Regions from separate parts of the Columba livia genome. Here region 1 is linked to region 2. A link is a contact called in public Hi-C data. All regions are on one chromosome and are shown on one strand. Each heading gives the region's core, a stretch centred on a gene start, on an enhancer-like site or on the middle of the called end of the contact. The rest is flanking DNA. Distances are from core to core; before and after follow the strand shown.

What was found. A called contact is a pair of places that touch in the nucleus more often than the background predicts.
Region 1: a contact with region 2 is called in a Hi-C map of liver, with 1.9 times the contacts expected there. The contact joins two enhancer-like sites. A contact is called at or near these places in 2 of 2 Hi-C or Micro-C datasets (crop and liver).

The regions. Positions count from the first base shown.
Region 1 is chrZ:73,641,989-73,646,863 of bColLiv1.pat.W.v2, reverse strand. All of the region lies in intron 3 of PALM2AKAP2 (PALM2 and AKAP2 fusion), which reads left to right. Among named protein-coding and RNA genes, the nearest start is that of PALM2AKAP2, 90 kb to the left of the region's middle. Within about 2 kb of position 2,108, at least 1 of the 3 cell types and tissues checked has an H3K27ac peak away from gene starts, as active enhancers do.
Region 2 is chrZ:73,477,276-73,482,153 of bColLiv1.pat.W.v2, reverse strand. It overlaps PALM2AKAP2 (PALM2 and AKAP2 fusion), which reads left to right. Exons shown (of 12, transcript XM_065046386.1): 10 at 744-922; 11 at 4,170-4,208. Among named protein-coding and RNA genes, the nearest start is that of SLC46A2, 27 kb to the right of the region's middle. Within about 2 kb of position 2,048, at least 1 of the 3 cell types and tissues checked has an H3K27ac peak away from gene starts, as active enhancers do.

The DNA.
Region 1 (4,875 bases), core at 859-3,358, 160 kb before region 2:
GTTTTATCACCGCCCCAATTGCTGTGGTGTCCTCTGGCTGAGCAGTTCCCTTTGTCATCATCAGTTCTGCAGATGAGGACACAGTTCAGTGGAGACTCGCACACCGCCTTTCCACTGCCAGCGTAGCTGGGTTTCTGGCTTCCCACAGAAAACCAGTATGCCGAGCTCCCTGGCATCAAACATGCCCTTTCTGCTGCCATAATCTCCCCTCCTGCAGCACTGTTCCTCCCTTTACCTTGCAGTGGAAAACGTTAAAGTGTGTGCATATACCTTGCTGGCAGCTAATGTGTGAAGTCTTGTCTCGGGAATAAGCAGAAAAAAGCACGCAGAGAAAGCAGAGCTGTTATAATGCCCGAGATCACTAGATGGCCCCGTACACTGCAGAGAAAATTTTCCTCCGGCAGACCCACCATGTAAAGTTCGTTCATGCACACAGTGTTAGGGATTTTTTTATTATTATTTTCCTGTGGTTTTCAATAGCTGGATCTCGGCACCTCTCCTTGATTCTTCACCGCTGTGGCAGACCTGTTTCTGTCCCCTGGGCAGTGACGGTCTGTCTGCAGAGCAATCCTTTCCGATGACCAAAGCAAGCCCCATAGCACACAAAAGGGATGGGAAGCTGGAAGGGAAGCTAGTGTGTGACCTTCATGATAATATTCTCTTTGTACAAAGCGGTGCAGGAGCACAAGGGGAGGGTCAGCACCTGGGGCTATTCTGCAGTGCTCCCTAGATCCATTGTGGTGTACAACAAGTTTAGTTTTTTTGTTTTTGTTAGGGGACGAAATTCTGCTAAACAATCATTTCTCACACTGATATGCAACTCCACACAACCTGTTATGGGAAGAGCCAAGTCTCAGCAAAGAAGAAATGAGTGAGGGAGGGCTAAGGGGAAACGAGAAACAAGAAAATGGCTATGGGCTGTGCAAGATGTACTGACCACTTAGCACTCTCTATTGAAAAACTGCATCTGTCTGTGGTAGTTTCTTGGTCCTGCTGGCCACAGTCCTTGAGACCACTCCTGTCAAACAGAAGTTTACTGCAATACTGCTTTAAGGAATAGGAGTTTGAAAAAGAAATAGAGGAAGGGTTCAAAGTCATGGTCAAATTACCAGAGTGCATCACCTTATCACATTCAAGATGAGCCGTGGTAACAAGCCACAGCCCTCCACAAACATGGGATAAAGCACAACTTCAGTCACCTTCCCGGAGGATTAATCAACCATAGACAGATTACACCAAGCTTTCTGCTGGCTCTCAGCTGGCAGGTTGGCTGGGACAAGCCACAACTACACTTGTGTTTCTGTGTGGAAATAATCCATCCGCAATTACCTACATCATGTGCATGGATGTGCTAAACTGAACATGGTTCACCCCAGCTCTTGCTGGTGCGCTGTCAGAGAAAACTACTCTCCTCCTTTGTCCAGTGTCTTTTTTTTTTTCTTTTTTTGCTGAGTGTTGGACCTCTTTACATACGCAATTATAGTAACCTATTCAAAAGCAGCAGCATCTCTCCGCTTTCTCTCCCACCTGACTGTAACACCAGGAAAGCAGTGACAAGGCAGTCTGCCTGGTTGGAAAACATTTCTGCTTTGAGTCTTAATGGCACCAACCTGAGCCAGCCATGAGCAGAACTACTGCCATGAAAACGTGACGCTGAGAGCTGTGCTGCAGGGCCAGGCAGGAGCCATCCTCTGCGACAACAGAGCACCCACTGAGCTCTGTGTGGGACAGGACTCACGTCCTGGGTTGAGCCTTCACATCAGCGGTTATTCAATAACAGGCCTTCCCAGTGCAGGTAGATGTTGCTGTCATCTTTAGGTTCAAACTTCAAGCCACCCAAAAGTCACCATGCAAATTGTTGTTCATGTCCTTCTACAAATCAATCCACACAGAGTTTTTGGAGCTTGGCACAAGGGTGCTCCCAGGCTCCCGTGTTTCACAGAAATATAATTTTTCAAGGACTTCTTTGCCTCGAAACTTTGGTATTTCCTGAAGAGGACATGCCAGTGAAGAAGGCAGAAACAAGCAAATGCAGGAGGACTTTCTGCAAGAGCACTTCCTGACCTTGATGCTACATGTCCCCCACACATAGCAGGAGGCATACAGTGGGCCAACAAGGAGAGACCAGAGTAGCCCAGTAGCAGAAAGGCTACAAGAACACTCAATCTGAGTTTGGATTGCTGGAGAGAAGCTAGGGAGGCTTATAGGCAAGGCTGGCTTGGGGCATCTTGGGACCATTCCTACTTACCATTGTTAACATAGCATAAAGTGGCAAATATGAGCCATCTTGTACCAATATCACAAAATGCCTCTTTGTGACTGATCACAACAGCTGACATGAATATGAGACAACAAAGAAATTAAAAAAGCAAAGAAGAGTGGAAAGAAATGGTGCCATGGGTGTTGCACACTGCTAATGAGGCATATTTTGTTAGGGCAGGGCATGACCAGCAAACCCACAGCTCCTTCAGGCACTGTCACGCTGATGGGAGCTTGCACGCTGGCTGCAGGGTGTGCACCAAGGGGACTGCCAACAGCAGAGCTGAGAACTGCAGGCAGGGCCATGGAGCTCAGCCACAAACGAGGCCAATTACAAATGAGGGAGAAAGCAATTAGACAGTTGGTGGTGTCCATCTGGTGCTCAGCGACTAACGTGCCAGCCCTTTGGACAGTCATCTCGACAGCCTGCGCTTCCAACTGCCCTCAGCTCGTGGTAGTTATAATCCCACTGATGCCATTCTGACTCCCAGAATATTGTTGCTGCTCTCAATTTCCATGCCTTATTTCCACCAAGGCCATTTTAATTTAATTTCATTTTCAGTCAGCCCCTTTCAAAGTATTGGGACAACTTTTCTACTTTTGAGTGGTCTTCTGCAGGTTAATGTGGTTACCCTTCTAAGCCTTGAGTCAGAGAGACACTTCAATAAGTGCTCACATCCAAGTGTATCAGTTCATCTATTCAAACCACTAGACCTACATACACACCTACACTTTAATGCCTGTTTGTCTCTATTGTTTCAAGTCAAGGCTTTTAGTATTGCTCTGTCATCTACTGCCCTATCACTTCTACCATGAACACCCATAGATTAAGTCCCTTTAAACAATAAAGCTGGAAAAGTGTCCATAACTATACAACAATTGGCACAGAAATCACAGGAGACAAACTCTCAGAAGTACCTACACCCCATTTTCAAGACCACCTTTATCATTTTTAGGTTTTTTGTAAATCCCTGAAGGTTCCTACTTGCATATTTTGTATAACTTTAAAACTAGTCAGTGTTATAATTTCTTCACTTACCGTGCCCTGAGGCTGTACACACTTACCTGCATGAAGTAAACTTGGAAATGGGACAGAGTCTTCTCAATATGAACATCTATGAAGCCTTTGCCCTCAGTCTTACGTTGTTGTGAACTTTTATACAAAGCAAATGAAAATGTTTTGCCAGTGCTGTAAACCAAAGCAGATTTTCACAATGCTTTCACATTTATTATTGCACATTCTTATAAGAATTTATTTTACTTGAATGCCTTGTTCAAATACCAACGTAGAAAAGTAGCAGGCACAGAAAGGAGAAGAGGGGGTCAATCATAACAGGTGAAACCAAGAATGTTCACAGGTTTGCCAAGACTCAAATAAGGTTTTCTCCAAGCCAGGATCATTGAGCACTAAGATCACTCTGAGACTCAAAACTAGACAGAAAAAAAAAAAAAAAAATAGTCTTTAGGAAAGTCCTGCAAAACTCTAGCCTCTTTTCCCCAGCTGTATAGCAGGAATTTCCAGAGATGTCGCGTGGACCAGCTCCCCTTGCTACTCCATCTCTCAGTACCACTGTCCTAGGCATTGAGATGGTTCACAGGGGTAAGGAGACCTCTGGGAGGACATTTCACATAGTCATGGAATCCACTGAAACAACAGAAGGTGAACCAGCTCCTCACAACCAGCAAGCCCTCCCTGGGATTGTGACCTGGAACCCATCAGGCTACACCTAGCTTTACTCAGGTTGGTTCAGAAAAAAATGAATGGAATGCAAACTAATATATTAGAAAGTAGGGGGTTTCCACACTGCTAGGTGCCTTTGAGGTTCTCCTCGATTATTTTTACCCTCAGAAATGCAGTCCTGTGACACCTTTCTGCTATGTCCTATGGCCAGTTGCCAGCCAATCATCAAAACTTAGACCTTGGTGTGCTTTTGAAGGTTCTTTTAAAAAGGAAAACAATCCCTCTTCTAACCTATCCTGGGCTGCAGGTGCTCTACTGCCTGAATTTTGCACCCCTGAACCGAATCAGAGCAGATGTCTGCTTTATTCTGACTTGGAAGCTCTGCAGCTCTTGGGAAGTCCAGGGGTCAAGAATTTCACCCGTCCGAGACCCACGCAGGCAGGAAGCTGTCAGCTGACTCCTACCACAAACACGCAGCACAAAGTCAAGACAAACTTCTCAGCTTCCCACAATTAAAACCGTGCCTCATTCCAACTTTCCATGAGGCATTAAAGGGGACTTGTGGTCCGTCATGAAAAATGAAGAGGAGGGTATGGTCATGTTGTTAAATTCACCCTCCTGTTTTTTTTATTCACGCTCCAGCATTGTGAGGGATCAGACAGCAGTGACTGAGGTGTGGCTGATGTTAGGTAATATGGAGAAAAGGACTAGAAAAGTAAGCCCCAAGCAATCTCAGAGCAATTTTTCCCACTCGTTTCTTCATTCCCACAGCTGTGTAGCTGGCTCTATTCACCCATACAGCTCAGAAGTGACGCTACACTTCCAGAGATCGATCTGCAGAATTACAGATGCTGTCTGAGCACAAATTCAGTCTCACAAGTTCTCTACAGCATGGGAATTTGTCTTACACTGTAGAGGAAAACCAAAGATGTGCT
Region 2 (4,878 bases), core at 799-3,298:
TGCTTTTTCCCAGCTCCTCAGCTGGAGTCACTCTGCCTGAAACAGGGTTTCTGGGTGAAAAGGGTTCAGTCAGAGAGCAGCCTGATTTCTCTTGACTTTCCTCCCACCAGGAGACTTGAAGGGCCCTGTCTGAACAAGCAGTGAATGGGATGGAGACCCCATCCTCCTGCTCCCTGCAGGAGCACCCTCTGAGCTGCAGGGGAGAATAGTGCCAGGGACCAACCCAAAGCCTTTCACATTACAAAGCAAATAAAAAGCACTGGCAGAGGAGAAGAAAGGCATATTGCCTTCCTTGGGTGCCTCACACACGGTCCCCAATTTACAGCGGTGGCATCCTTTACATTGGACTGTCTGAGCAAGAAAAAAAGGTCATATTGCAGTTTTCCAGAATCTTACAAACATTTCCAGACCTCTGAAAAGTGTCCTATAGGAGAGAATGGGGGTGATGCAGCCAGACACTACTGTACATAGTAGTGGTGGGTTACATTTGCATTGTGTCATTTGTTAGCTGTTCCAGGTTTTGTAAAAAGATTTTCTAGTGTTTTGCTGTTGTGTTTCAGAAAGAGGGAGAGTGCTCAAAAAGCCCATGACCATCCTGATTTACCAGATTGTTCCATAAACCTTATTCCAAACTGTTTCTTCATTTAAACCCTGCTGGAAATTAATCTCTAGCTGTTGTATTTCGGAAACAACTTGCAAGTCCTTCATCTTAGAAAGGATTGTTCCTTTTCATATCTTTGCAGGAAAGATAGAGAAGATCAAGCCTCCTCCATCGCCCACCACAGAAGGCCCTGTCTCGCAGTCTGACCCGCTGTCCGAGGAGCCTGCGGGAGCCCAGCGACCCAAGAACCTGATGCAGACCCTCATGGAGGATTACGAAACACACAAAACTAAGAGACGAGAAAGGATGGACGACAGCAGTGTAAGTGCTCTTTTCCTCTTCACATCTTGCTCTGCGATAGACACCATGACTCATAAGAAACAAAATTCAGACAACAAAAATATTTGTTTCTCAACAATCTGCTCAGATCACCTTGCAATTGTGCAAGGATTTTAACACATTGTTAGGGCCAGTGTCTTTGAAATGGAAGGATGAGGGACACTGGAGGGGAAGAGAGAGTGTCAACTGCAAATATCAAAGGAAACTCATATTAAGTTTCTTTTTAATTAATTAATTAATAATAAAGGCTCCAGGTAGCTGCTCTGCAATTGTTGGGCTCTGTTAATTCTCACATCACCAAGACCCTCCGATTGGTTATTTCAGTGGGTCTTTGAACTTTGTGGATCAAGCATATATTCATGCTTGTGTTCATAGACTCCCAAAGTCCCATCCCAGCGTGGTCAGGATTCAGTGTAAGTAAATTAATAACTTCCCTAGAAATGACCTCTTGCAGAATTGGACTGGGAGTGCCTCAGAAATTAACTTGAATCCTTCAACGGGCAGCATGCTCTTTTGTGCTAGCCTTGTTGTCTTTCTTCCATGCAAACAGAAAACCAGCCAGGATTTCAGTTTGTGAAATGGGTGCCTGCACTTCAGTCATTACTGTAGCACTGTTTTAAACCAATTAAGGCACTAATAAAACAAGCTACAAATTTCATAACTGAAAGTGTCAAAATTCAGGTGCATCCATTACACGACCTATTTCCTAACAGAGCACAAGGTGATTCTTATTCAGAATCATTATTACTGTGGGCAATAAGTGCAGAAGGTAGTGATATATAAGTGCAATATAAAACTTCTTAAATGAACACAACATTTGCTGAAGCAGCCGCAGTCCTCTGGGCTTTTACCAGAGAGGTCAGAACGGTGACCCCAGTGCCAAGGAGCTCATGCTCCACATTGCATTCTAGTAATGTTCATTAAAGGTAGAGTCTCATTAGGCATACAGAATGAAGTGAAGGTTTGTAATGTGAATACTGCACTAGTCTGGCAGCTTTTAGTCGTTACCAGCAGATACTGTGCAGTAGCAAATACTTAAAATCAGAAGAACTGCAGTGCGGAGGCGTCATGTTGCATTTTTGCTGGTTAACTAAAACTTAGTAGGAAAGCCGACTCACACTGTAAACAAATAAGTTTCCAGTGCACACCAGAAACTTTCTGGTCCTTTCTTCTATTGAAGCTGTTGTAAAATGAGATCTCGTGATCCAGCAGGCTCCTGCTGCCGGGTTGGAAGCCAGCCCATGCACAAGACTGTGCCTTGTGCTGGCAGCAGCATCTTGGGAAAGAGCCACCCTCTGGTTTCCCCTCCCTCCCCAAAGCACCCAGTGAAATAGGGTGTCTACACTTGCTCCGGTGGGTGCTGTTTTCTAGCATCTCCCCAGAGGTTCTCTTTCCCTGAAGGACCCTTAGGGGTTCGCAGGAGACATGTCACACCCTCACACCCTTTGCAGAAGTCAGAGCAACTTTAAAAAAAGATGTTATTAGACGTAACTCCCTCTGCTCAGTTACCCGAGTGCAGCTCCTCAGGTGCTTGCAGAGCTGCAGGTATGCCCCTAGAAAGCAGGTTGGCCACAACTGCATGATCTCTTCTGCAGTTTGGAGTGAGCCCTTGACCTGATCAGAGCACGGGGCAGTATCCGAGTGGAAAGCTGCACGCTGGGTGCCAGCTCAGCTGTCCGTGGCTGCTAAAGCTGCCCAGACACTGACCGCCCCAGGATGCACGGCTGGAGATTAGTGCCCATCAGGCGGCACATGGGATGGATCCTCTTCTGGGATTAATTGTCAAGGCTGCAGTGAATTTACAGAGCCCCAGTGCACACTGAAGTCCCACAGTGTTGCAGTTTGTTGTTATTCTCCTCTAAACCCATTGCATACAGCCAAACATGATTTACGTTTTGCTGCTGCCTGTTTGAAATCCTATTAGAGGGCAATGTCCTGCAGAGCCCAGGGGGAGTTTCTCTGAACAAGTGGGAGAGCTTTGTTTCTCTTCCCTGCCTTTTTCCGCTCTTCTTTTGTAAAAAACTCCCACCATTTACAGGGGAAAGATAATTCAAAAAAGAAGTGCTCTTTTTCTGCTCTCCTTATGTAAAAAACTCCCACCATTGGCAGGGGAAAGATAATTCAGATATGAAATGCTCAAACTGTTAATCTGAGTTAATACAGGGTGCTTCAAGAAGATGGACCCAATTGAGAGGCATTTGGGACGAATTCAACTATCATCTCGATGTTGTCCATACAGGAGGTGGCGGGAACACAGAGCATTTATTAAAAGGTTATGCAAACTTGATAACTCGTTAAACCATTTGTAAATTTTTGTGTAATTGTGACATGTTGCTGTTGTGAAATTTGGTCCATGTTTTTGAAACAGCCTGTATTTTACATGCCAGGCTAAGCAATAATCACTTTAACAACAAATAGGTTTGGTTTGTCAGCAGGCGACATTTGAATACGTGCTCAAGAAAAATATTTCTGTACTAAAGAAACAAAAGAGTACATCACCAGCCTGTATTTAAAAATACTTGAAATGCAGTGGGGGAAGGAGCATACCTGACAACCAGACTGGCAGCTGCCACTTGGAGCATTAAGTCCTGAGAGCTGAACATGGCTCAGTGTTGTGAGTGAGGGGGGCCAGAGATGTGCTGGGGTAGTGGGAGCAGTTGGGATGCTGTGGTACCCGAAGCAGGACAGAGCCAGCACTCCTGTGGGGGCAGAAGGCAACTGATGGATATAGCTTTAATTTCTCCCTACATAAGACACACCAAAAGGCAAGAGGGTGGTTTTGGTAGGACATCTACCCTACCTGTCCTTTAAGCATCCAGTCTACGCAACGTAGCCTCTCTGGCCGGGGCTTGCAGGTTTTGCCGTTCAGAGACAGAGGGAAATGAAGCACATCTGCTCTTGGAAGAACATCACTGCTCAGGCAAGGGGACAGTTTCTTCCAAAGAGGATGTGTTACACTAGAGGCTTCAACAGGTGAGAAAAAGAGAAAAAGCAGCAGCAAGAAAACGGGTCAGCCACCGATGGTAAACAAGACTGAGACTGGCCAAGCAATGTCATTAAAAAAAACATCAAACTGACTAATTTTCTTTTTTTTTTTATGACACCAAGTTGCTTGAAATCCTATACTCCGGGATGTGCCAGTTCTTGCAATTTCTTTATTTTGTTCTTGTTTCCTGGTTATAACATGCTTGTTCAATGTACTAATGCTGGTCTTTTCCCTTTCTACCAGTACACCTGTAAATTACTGTCTAGCAAGGTTACTTCTGAGGTACTTTGCACCTGCTTATTTATTTTTGCTTCCTCTTGCATGGTGATTCCAAGTGCATGTTGCTGCAGTTTGCATATTCATGCTGTGTGCCAGTGCTGTTTCATATCAAAACTGGGATGCAAATGTGTGTGGGGGATATTCCTTCTTATCTCTCATCAACAAATATTTGTGTGGCTGTTTTTCTAACCCTTGAATTCTAGTTACAATTTCTGGCACGAGAGGGGTTGTAATTTAAGGGACAGGAGCTGTTTCTCAGGACTGGATCATTCCTGAGGCGTGAAATGAGAACTTCTCCTTAATTCCTGTTACTGTTGAGCTGCCAAAGCTAAACGTGGCATCCAAACATCTTCAGATGCTGAGTGAAACTGCTGTAGCTTTCCTTTGTCTCTGATTACAGTGTACTTAGCCCTATGAAAACCTCTAGTAGTCCTTAAAGAATCCACACACCAACCTTCCGTCTGTGGAAGAAGAGAGTCAGATCCAAGTGCATGGCCACAGTCTGGTGAATTTTGTGAACCTGTCCTTGTCCCTGTGTGTTGGGATGTGATGACTGATCACAGTCCCACAACTTAGTATCTGTGTTGGTCTCAGAGCAGAAGAAACACAGACCTGCTGAAGAAAGAGTATTTACAGTGACATTTGGTGTTTTAGCAAGGCAATAACCTGCACA